Regions from separate parts of the Mus musculus genome. Here regions 2 and 3 are each linked to region 1. A link is a contact called in public HiChIP or PLAC-seq data. All regions are on one chromosome and are shown on one strand. Each heading gives the region's core, a stretch centred on a gene start, on an enhancer-like site or on the middle of the called end of the contact. The rest is flanking DNA. Distances are from core to core; before and after follow the strand shown.

Evidence for each region. HiChIP or PLAC-seq counts read pairs in DNA pulled down with a chosen protein or histone mark.
Region 2: a FOXA1 HiChIP or PLAC-seq map of pancreatic cancer cells shows a contact between it and region 1. The contact joins the promoter of Tjap1 here to the promoter of Slc29a1 in region 1. A contact is called at or near these places in 7 of 39 promoter capture datasets (the HPC-7 cell line, embryonic stem cells, hematopoietic stem and progenitor cells and 4 more), 3 of 115 datasets of contacts at active chromatin or transcription factors (astrocytes, large pre-B cells and pancreatic cancer cells) and 1 of 9 other capture datasets (adipose tissue).
Region 3: a FOXA1 HiChIP or PLAC-seq map of pancreatic cancer cells shows a contact between it and region 1. The contact joins the enhancer-like site here to the promoter of Slc29a1 in region 1. A contact is called at or near these places in 7 of 39 promoter capture datasets (the HPC-7 cell line, hematopoietic stem and progenitor cells, hippocampal neurons and 3 more), 1 of 15 datasets of contacts at CTCF or cohesin (large pre-B cells), 4 of 115 datasets of contacts at active chromatin or transcription factors (astrocytes, bone marrow-derived macrophages, memory CD8 T cells and 1 more) and 1 of 9 other capture datasets (adipose tissue).

What each region holds. Positions count from the first base shown.
Region 1 is chr17:45,593,986-45,597,444 of GRCm38.p6, reverse strand. Slc29a1 (solute carrier family 29 (nucleoside transporters), member 1) reads left to right here and starts at 1,915. Exons shown (of 14, transcript NM_001357771.2): 1 at 1,915-1,963.
Region 2 is chr17:46,281,429-46,284,887 of GRCm38.p6, reverse strand. It overlaps Tjap1 (tight junction associated protein 1), which reads left to right and starts at 1,862. Exons shown (of 10, transcript NM_001252474.1): 1 at 1,862-1,928; 2 at 2,449-2,542.
Region 3 is chr17:46,264,428-46,267,886 of GRCm38.p6, reverse strand. It overlaps Tjap1 (tight junction associated protein 1), which reads left to right. Exons shown (of 10, transcript NM_001252474.1): 3 at 2,909-3,004. Among named protein-coding and RNA genes, the nearest start is that of Lrrc73, 12 kb to the right of the region's middle. Within about 2 kb of position 1,851, at least 119 of the 459 cell types and tissues checked have an H3K27ac peak or open chromatin away from gene starts, as enhancers often do. A contact at or near this core is called in astrocytes, bone marrow-derived macrophages, liver and 1 more, where this site is marked.

The DNA.
Region 1 (3,459 bases), core at 666-3,165:
AAAGGTGAGCCATGAGGTCAGGTGGACCAGCCCTCCTGACCCAACCTTAGTGACAGGGAATGGGGAGCCATGATATGAGGAGGAAGGTAAAAAGAGAGGCCTGGTAGACGTGCCTGAGGATCTGCCAGGCCCAGGCTTGTGCGAGCTGGGTTCCCAGGGCTGTCCAGCAGAGGGCCCGGGCACCAGCAACTGCCTGAGGCTGCCTGGGGTGTGGGTGCTGGCTGGAACCCATGCAAGGAGCTTGCCAGATGGGCTGTTCTCCAATAATAACAGGCCTGCCTGTGGCCATCTGCATAGACGGCCAGGTCCCAGTGGGCATGAGGAAAGGAACCAGCCTTCCCCAGTCTGGCTGGGACCCTTACCACTTCGTCTGTCCACTTCCAGCTCACTTTGCACACAAGGGCTCCCAGCCTGACCATGCCTAGTCGATCTCTCCCACAGCTGTGCCAGCTATGGTAACAGAGCCAGACTTGGGAAGGGAAAGAGGGGGTGAGGTGTGTGTGTGTGGGGGGGGGCAACGGAAGAAGGGAGGCAAAGGCAGGGAGAGACAGACCAGACAAACAGGGCAGGGATCTGGCGTTGTGGACAGACATGAGGCTACTCTTAAGCCATGGGATAGTGCCCAGAAAAATACCACCCAAGCCTGACTTCCTGCCCTCTGTTTGCTTAGTGCTAGTGGGGAGATGTGTCATCTCTGTGGGAGCAGGAAGGCTGTATACGCCCCCACCAGAGCAGCTTGAGAGAACCCACTGTCCTACAGAGTCAGCTACCTCCTAAGGGCTCAGTCGTCCTCTGGGGAGACTGAGTGCGTCTTTTCCCTACGATGTTAGCACTGGTAATTGTTAATTAGCTCCAATGGTTTCTCTGGAGCACAGGTTCCTTAGGGAGGTGGGGTGAGACAGGCAATCTGGATGGGATGTTCTTGCCTCAGGACCCTCCCCAACTTCTGGGATACATCAGTAGGGAGTGCTACTGTAGGGGGTCCCTCCTCCTTTGTACCCCAGCGGGGGGGGGGGGGGGAAGGAAGGAAGGGGAGGGGTATGAATGGTAAGAGGCTCAGCAAGGCTTCTAGCCCCGAGGGTTATCTTGGGATGGGACATGGGACAGTGAAATGCTGGCTAGGACAAAGATGTGCAGGATGTGAGGCCTTTCTTCCTGGCTCCCCTTTCTCCGGTCTCCAGCTGTGTTTCAGTTTTCTTAGAGGCCTCAGGGCTGTCCTCTTATGCCTTCATAAAGGAGCCTTCAAGGCAACATGGGGATGGGGGGGGGAGAGATGCTGTTTGTGTGGTGTGCGGCGAGTCTGAGGGCAGGAGAGAGAAAACAAAACACCTCCAGCGTCTGGGTTCCAGAACGCTCAAATCTGAGGTATCCCAGAAAGTCTTCTTGAAGGGAAAAGGAGGAGTGGAAAGGAAAAAGGATGTATTAGAAGGGTGTGTGTGTGTGTGTGTGTGTGAGGGGGTTGCTAGCAGTAAAACGGTGGAGTGTGAATAATGGCGTGGGCGGGGTTCGGAGAGGGATAACGGAACACCTGAGGTGGAGCGTGGCTTGTGGGGGCGTCTGGACCTGGGTGAGCAGAGGGCCTGTCTGTGCAAGAGTCCCGCCGTGGAATGTGTAGGAGTTAGGAGCGCAGGGCCAGCGCGGAAATTAGGGGTACGCAGTGGGGGGCCCGTGCCCCCCTCCCAGGCTCGCGTGTCCGGGTGACAGTTGGGAAGGGTCCAAAGACGTGCTCCGCCATCGAAGCCAGCAGCCCTGGCGGCCCTAGGCGTAGGGTCTCTGACTGGGAGCCGGTGAACTGTTGAGGGGGCGGCGAGGAGCCTGGGGGCGGGGCTGTCGCCGGGAGGAGGTGGCTCCCACGGGCCCGGGGCGGACCCAGCAGAGGGCGGGTTTGAAAGCGCTCGGGCGGGCGCGGGAAGCGCTGGCCAAGCGCGCAGATTTCGTCGCCGGAGGTGTCCTTCTCCAGCAGGTGCTCGTAGGGCTTGGGTGGGACATGTTGGGGACTCCGGGGTAGAGAGTGGAGTGTCCGGCTTGCCAGGAGGGAAAAGGAGGCCCGGTCTGCCAGCTCCGAGGCCGCGACAGGGACTTTGGGGTGCGGCCCCCACGCGGCGCGTGCAGAGCAGCGCCAGCACGTGGCGCGCATGGGCCTGGCTCTGGGTAGGGGGACTCTCCTTTTGTGGGGACCAGGGCGGAGCTGGGCCCAAGACAGCCTGGCTTCTGGGCCTGGAAGCGACTGTCGCTGTGTTGACTTCCGCAGAGGATCGGCGTGTGGGTAGTTCAATGCTACAGTCCTGTGTGAACTAGAGGGAGGGGTTGTGTTGCCTTCTGCCCCGAGGCAGGAGGATGGGGAATGCGGGAATACAAATGGACGTGAAGGGAGCTAGCTGGCCATTTACAGACTAAACTCCTGTTCCTGGCCTCCCTTTCCTGGGCGAGTCCTCATTTACTCTACGCGGAGAGTGAACGTGTGACAAGATAAAGGACTGACGCGCACACCCAGGCTTCCTTTGGATGAAGGCTCTCTCCACCCCTGCACCTTATACCCCATTCGGGTCCTCTTGCCAAGCCTGAGCCAACCCCCTCTTCTCCATTAACCCTCCTTCCGTCCTGTTCCTCTTGTCCTGCTTGTGTGACCTTTGCATACAATAATATATGCGTGGTGGAATGGTTGTGAGTTGTCATGACTCTGAAACTAATGTTATGTGAAAGAATGGCCTGAATCTCCCACTTGTTTTAACCCTTTAATTGGAGCACTGTTGCCTTCCTGGAAGCCTACACGAATAGCTGAGGAGCCTTGTTAATTTTGCCTTCCCCACTTGAGAAGGAATCTAGAATGATCGGTACATTGAGTATTGATGCTGTCACCCCCATTCACCAGCTCTGCGGGCTTTCTCAAGTGATGGAGCCTCTTTAAACCTCAATCGCCCTAACTGTTTAGTAGAAACGGGGCAGCTGGAAGAGGGGCATCCTCAGATTTCAAGAGAAGATTCCGATGTAGCAGAAACTAGGCTGAGAAACTGAGCTATGTGAGAGGACCCTTAGGACGCAGGAAGGCCTCAGATGGGCGATAGCTTTCAGGGCCTCTCCATCTCGGCAGGTCAAGGCATGGCTGAAATGATACCAGAGGCCCTGAACTGCTATCAGATCTCTACTGGGACAAAAGTAAAGAAAGCCCCTAAGCAGCAAATGGAATGTTTGGATGTGGGTGGAACCCGAGAGGTGGGAATTTCTGCAAGGGGAGAAGTGATGTGTGTGTGTGTGTGTGTGTGTGTGTGTGTGTGTGTGTGTGTGTATATGTATGTGTATACTTGTCCAAGCCTAAGCCAGTTTTATGATGGAAGAGTTAGCCTCCCTCTGGCTTGTGGCTGTATTCACTTTTGCTGGTGCATGGGAGAGGTGTGGGGTGCTCGGTGGAGAATTAGCTATGTTTTGATGGGGTCCCTTCCCTACTATCTAATAGAAACC
Region 2 (3,459 bases), core at 613-3,112, 690 kb before region 1:
GCTGGATAATTTATGGAGGGACAGATGCTGAGGCTTCTCCGGAACCATCTGGTCAAGCGGGGCCTGGGCTTGGGGTAGATTGATGTCTTTAGGTCAGAGCAAACTGGTTGGCCACGAGTCCTCCCTGTTTCCTTTACCTGGCTTCTTCTAGTCCTGGAGTCTTTTCAAAAGGGCCGTGCTCCCTGAGGACACAGAGGCAGACTTCCAGCTGACTCCCCTCTCAGGTTCTCCTTTGTTGCAGGGTTTGGCCTTGCCACCATCCCCGCCAGGGCCCAGAGGTGTCTTGGGGCGGGGGGTGGGGCATGACTCTTCTTTCCCACTGCTAGATTCCAGAATCTTCCAGCCACTCACTTCCAGATCATTTATTGAATAACAAATCTTTACTGAGTACCTACTTTGGTGCAAACAATTTAGACACTAAGGGCACTGTGCTGAATGAGGAAAAAAATTAGGAGTTTTCATGATAGTAGGACAGATGGTCAGTAAACAAAGAAAGATTTAATATGATGTCAGATAATAATGGTCTCCATGTGAGTAAACGTTAAATGAAGCAGTTGGGTGTGTGTGTGTGTGTGTGTGTGTGTGTGTGTGACTGGGATCCTGAATGACCACAGACGTGATCATTTGAACAAGGACACACCTGTTGGTGACTCCCTAGAAGGAGAACATTCCAGCCACAGGAAACAGAAAGCCGGAAGCCTCAACATGCTTAGCAGGCCCCAGGAAAACCTGCTGCCTAACCACTGTTGTGGGCTGTGCACCTGCTATGGGACATCCACACGTGCTCTTTGACTTGAAGAGACGTTAGGGCAAAGGGACGCAGCAAGTAAAACAACAACTCTGGAACCGGAGAGGTGCTCAGCCGTGAAGAGCATCTGCTGCCCTTGCAGAGGACCCAAGGTCAGCTCCCAGCACCTACATGGTGGTTCACAACTGCCTATAACTCCATTTCCCGGTGATGCCATACCCTTTTCTGACCTCTACAGGCTCCTGCATGCACATACAGAGACGTGGGCACATACACATAAAGTAAACTCATAAATAATTATGGTACAGGATATCTGTTATAAAGTTCGGTGTAACTAGTTAGAGCCGTCTAGTAAAAGGAGCTTCAAAGAGAAGGCTTTTTGGAAGCGTTGACAGTTTAAGAATGGCAACTGAAAACTGGGCCTACCGTCTAATACCCGTAATACCAGGTGCGTCTCGATGCTTGCCTGGGCTACATAATGAATTTGAAGTCAGCCTGGGCTGACTCTCCCCTCCCTCCAAAAACAGTATAAAATTGACCTCCTGAGTGGAGGAACTGGATTGCAGATCTCAAGGCTTGATTTTCTGATAACACAAGACAATTTAAGAACCTGAAGACTTTTGGGAGAGGTGGGAAGCACGGTTGAAAAGGGTGGTAGAGACTGGGTCGTGCGTTATCTTCCGTTGAGATGAAAAGCTGGCATTTTCCTTTGCCTTGTGTGGCACCCTGAAGTCAGAAGCCAGAGGCTCTCTGTGAGTTCAAGGTACAAAGTGAGTTCACATTCCAAGGCCAGCCAATGAGGCCTGATGGGTGGGAGTGGCAATGAGAGTCGGGGTACGTGGAGGGGTGTGTTGGTATTTTTCTTTGTATACGAAGCATCTTGTATTTTTTAAGCGTTGTTCTCTATTTTTTCCCACAGTACCAGCCTTTTCCCCTTTCTCACTGTTGAGTCCTACTTCCAACACCGACTTCCTTCTTCCCTTACCAGGTCTGCAAAGGAGGAGATTCCCACTTTCCCAGCATCACCAGGAGTCCTAACGCTTTACCCCGAGGCCCCGCCCCCAGGCCCGCCCCTCCGATGACGCACGGCGCCCGGTGCGTGGGGATTCCCGCGGTCCAGGCCCCTACCCGGCCTGCCCCGCGGCAAGATGGCTGCCTGAAGGAGAGGCCCCGGCAGAAAGTTTGTTGTGGGATTTTTGAGTAGTCGCGCTGGGTGGCGAGAGTTGAGGGGGTTTGCGGAACTCTAGCATGGAGTAGAGATGGAGGGAGGGAACAGCTCCGAGGTGGAGAACTAGGATGCCAGGATGGAGGAGGGTTGGAGGCGGAAAGAAAAAAAAATGCCGATGGGGGCGGAGGGGAGGGAGCCTGGAATTTGGTGGCAGCCCTAGGGGAGGAGATGGGGCGGGGGTGGGGGGTAGCCAGAAATAGGTGTGGTTCGGCTTCTGGAGGAGCAATCGCTCACGGATTGAAAAAGTTACTTCTCTCAGAGTAAGGAAGCCTGGAGCGCGAGGCAGAGGCCTGACTCCCCCAGGCCGGTGGGAGGGGAGATGGCTCTCGTAGTCGGGAAGGGGTAGGAGTGAGATGTGGAGCGTGCAGGGCGGGTCTCCCAAGGAGGGGACCGAAGCCAGTCGTGTGACCCTCTTCCAGGCTTAGATTAGCCTTACCCATAGCCCCTATAGCAACGTCTGCCCCCATTTCAGCTTGAAGACCCAAGGGCCCCAGGGACTGGAAGAAATCACATTGCCTGCTTGGAAAGAAGAGGTAGCAACTTGCCCCAGCCCAACCCCAGAGCGGGTAAGATGGTTTGCAGAGGCAGGGTTTTGAGCGATAATCTCCCTGGGAGAGGATCCATGGATTTGGTGAATCAGTTAATCCGAGAAGTTTGCTTGCTCTTCTACAGAGGTTTTTGTTTTTTGTTTTTTTGTTTTTTGTTTTGACTGTGATCTTTAGTTGGTGTTTGGTAAGACTGCTGGCTACCTTGTGGGAGCTGGTGTAGAGTTGAGTGTTGCTTGCCTTCAGCTGTATAAACAACTCTGGGCAAGTAGACGGTCCACTAAAAATAGTCTTCCTTTCTTAATTGTTTTGTTTATTGTTTTTTGAGATAGGGTCTCACAGGGTAGCTCTTCCTGGCCTGGAACTCTCTATGCAGAGTGAGCTGAAAGTATTCTGGCGGATTCTTGTCACAAAGCAGCTCCCTGTTTGTGTTACCATGTCTTCTTCCATTTTCCCCCTCAAGTTGTCAAATGTGCCATTCTGCCTGGAAGTAGTAGACCTGCGGTGGGTGGCAGACGATGGGGAGTCACAATCAACTTTCTGATGGGGTTCACCGACGTTTAGGTCATTTCTATGAGCAGCTCCCGAATTCACTCCTGGTGCATGTCTGCTTTGGCATTTTTTTTTCCTTTTTGGTAAGAAGATGTTATTGGTGTTCCTTGGTTGTGGCCTGGGGGAGCTGTGTCCCAGGTGAGGGAAAGTCGGGCTAGGACTCAGATGAGCTTCCATGGGCAGGGGTCAGTGTGACCTGGGGAAAGTTGTGAACACTCTTTATCCCTGACAATCCCCCATAAACATGTCACTTTGCAGCTGTATTGGTGAGCTAGAGGCAGGAAAAATTACAGAACGTGCCCTTTTCTGGTTAGCATTCTCTTCATCTTTTCTATGTGCTTTAGCAGATCTCATTTAAAAAAGAAAAGGCAATCTCTGTACTCAGA
Region 3 (3,459 bases), core at 602-3,101, 670 kb before region 1:
GGGTTCTGCTTGGGCACAGCTCCTTTAGTATAGACCTAGCAAGCAAGCTGTGGCCTCTATCCTGAGTCACCTGGTCCTGACTCCTAGGGACCAGGGAGGGACAGGGAGTAGAATTCTTCCCTGTTTGTTGCCAGATCTTCCTCAGAGAATCTCCTTGGCGAATAGAGGCCACGAGGCTGGCCTTGGCCGTGGCTTGCTAGTGATGACCCAAGGACCCTTCTCAGCTCAGGGCTGAACTCTGGAAAACGTTTAGGTAGAGTTATGCTCAGTCGACGCAGCAACTGGTAGCTGAGGCTCCTGGTGTAAGTGCTCTGATGGCTTCTAACTCACCGTGTTATCCTCTCCCAGCTGGGGACCACCAGGTCCAAATGGACCTTGTTCTTCCCAGGCCTGTCCTATAGTCCAGGGTAGTGATGCTAGGCCCATAGTCTGTCCAGTGCGGTCCCTCACGGGCAAGATCCAGGGAAGTCAGTAGATTGTGGAAATGGAAGCAGAGGTTCAGGTGTCCCAACATGCCCTGATATTTATGGACCTGGGACAGGGAGTGGCACAGATCTGCCTCGAGGTGTGGGGTTGGGGAACCCAGTAGGTTCTCAGTGTTCTCAGTGGATCACCCCTGCTTCTCTAGTCAGGAATGTTTCTCCCCTCGTGACACTGCTAGAAGTAACCTTTCACCCCACCTCCATCCTTAGAGTCTCATCTGCTCTTTGTGTCCTCGCCACACCCACACCATCCCCCAACCCAGACATCTGTTTGATTGCCTCTAGCCTCAGAGAAGAAAAAATGTGCTCATAGTTGCAGCCCTGACTTACCGTCACGGCAGGGCAAGCTATAGGATATGGCACCTCAGTGAGGCATGTCTGCCCACATATAGAATTACCCTGAAAGTGTCTCAGTCCGCCCTGCCTGTCCACTGTTGTCACAAGTGCCCTGGTCCCTAGAAGAGAATGCGAGCCTTGGCAGGAGTTGGGTAGGTAAGTAAAACAGGCTAAGGTGGCAAATCACACCAGGGAGCCTGCCAAGTGAAGGGTTCCTCTGCCTTCTGGAACAGACAAACAAAAAGTGCCATCGAGAGCTGGCCCTGTGGGGAGAAGGCCAGCTCCTGGAAGCTCCCATCAGTTTCTAGAAGCTTTGCCTGGCTCCTCTTTAGTCAACGGCCTTGGTCCTACCTGGTTTCCCAGGCATACACACCCACACATCCACACCTTCAAATGTTAGGCCCTGGTTAACCTACAGTGCTCTGGGACTTTTCTAGGTCCCCTCCCTCAGGCCACAGGAGTCTCTGTGGTTAGATCCCTACTCCAGGTTGAGCACCTACTGGGGCGAGGCCCTCTGGAGGACAGCCCCTGTGGTTGTATGTTGTTTGTTCTCTCACCCCAGGAATGTGGTGTCCTTTCTGGCCCTCCCAGATTCCTGTGCAGGGAGTCAGCCTGACAGCATGCTGCTTGTGCCCTGTGGGGACACGTTCTGCCTCCTGTCAACGGGGCGGAGGCTGGTGGCTCGTGCTTCACTATTACAAGCTCTCCCCCAAATCCAGGCCAGGAACCTTAGAGAGGAGAGTCCTACTCCTGCTTCCCCGCCCTCCTCTGCCCCCACCCTGCTGCCCCAGGCCTGCTGGAATGTGACAGGAGTCATGGCCAGGGCATGTCCCAACAGTAGGAACACATGCTTTAGCCCGCAAGACCGCCTTCAGCCCCCAGCTCTGTAGCTCTGTTTGGGTTGATGGGGGTAGGAAGAGGTTTGTATTTTTTTTTTTTAAATGCTCAGAAAGCCACCTAGGGTTACTGTTTGCACTGATCACTGGCGGCTGCTGCCCCCATGCGGCAGCCCAGCTTATTACAGGTACGCCTCAATCCCGGGAAGCTGAGGGGACTTGGCAGCTCACTTGGCCCAGCCATTGGCAGTGGTGTGTGTAGAGCAGGCTTTGGCAGTGGGGAGCACGTTATCCAAGCGCTTGGAGATGCTGGAGCAGCCTTGGGCCTCAGCTCCCCGGGCTCGGGGTTAAATGTTTTCTCTTTTGAGCGTGTGTCGGTACTTACTTAAGCACAGTGTGCTTGTGGAGGTCATCAGGCTTTGCAGCAAGCATCGTTACCTACTGAGCCTTCTTGCCAGCCCCCCACAGTTACGGTTTATAGACTAGCGGTTCTCGGCCTCAGGGCTGGTGACCTTTGCCTTGCCACCTCCGGTATGCTGGCTGCCCTGTGTGTGGTAGGTTTAGTCGATATTCTGACTTTGACTCACCGGTAGTACCTCCCCATCTGCAGATTGTGAAAATTAAAAATGTCTCTAGACATTTGCCTGTTAACCCTGGGAGAAGCAGGGGGTAAACTCACCCTGGTTGAGAATCACTGCTCTGAACTGCTGAGGTTTGGATTTTGTTTCTCGGGTCTGCCTTCGCTCATTGGCAAGTTTATTGTACACTGTGGTACACAGAAATGGTCTCTGGGCTCATTTAGTCATTGCTAGGGGGTCTGCCGTACCATCGTCATCTTGCTCCTTTGCCAGGCCCTTTGTAGTCTCATTTGTAGTCTGCATTCCCCAGGATTCCCAGCTCTCTGTAGACTCTGAGAAGCCTAGGAGTGAATGGGACACAGACCAGTACCGGCCTATTCCAGAGCAGGGTATGTGCTGAGCGGAGGCAGCGTACGAAGTACATACATAAACACGCAGGCGTTGTTAGGGGAAGCCAGGTACTCGTTAATGCTAGCTGGTTTCCTTTTTGAGTTGATTTCACTTCATAAAGCAGGCTACTCTCAGACTATTGATCTTCCTACCTCTGTCGCTTGCTCCTAAGACCCACTGTGCTGTGGTCTCTTTGCTTACTGTTTTCTGGGAGCCTTCAGGTCCCAGACTGGACAGGCAGGCAGCTGACACCGGGTTTCCACTTTCTCCCCTTCTCTGGTTTCAGGAGCTCTTGGCTAGAGGAAGTAGAGGGGCCGTGGGATGTGGAGAGCCGAAGGCTGATTCCAGGAGAGCAGAACAGAGAGCTGCCAGCGAACAGACGGTATGTCCCGATGAGGCCTGCATTCTATACTTTGTTCTCTTCTGGGAGGCTGGTAGGTGAGCAGCCATATAGGTGCTCTCTTCCAGTGGGAGCCAGCACAGAAAGGAGGTGTGGCCAAAGGGGCTTGGCCTTTGTTGGCAGTGTCCAGAGAGCACTCTCAAGCTTGGAGACCCTTATCCAGGAGCCTGGGCTGGGTCGCTATCCCCAGACTTAGAAGATTTGTTCACAATTTATGGAAGGAAAACCTGAACTTAACATTGCCTAGTGCTGAGCACTGTTTTTGTTTTAGACAGTCTCGCTATGTAGCCCAGGCTGGCATCTGCCTTCCCAGTGCTTTAGATTGCAACTGTGTGTCACTGGCAGTGTCTCTCTGTTTGTTTGTTGAGGCAGAGTTCCAGTGTGTAGGATTGGCCTGAGGTGCACTGTAGACCAGTCCTGGAGCTTCCAGAGGTCCA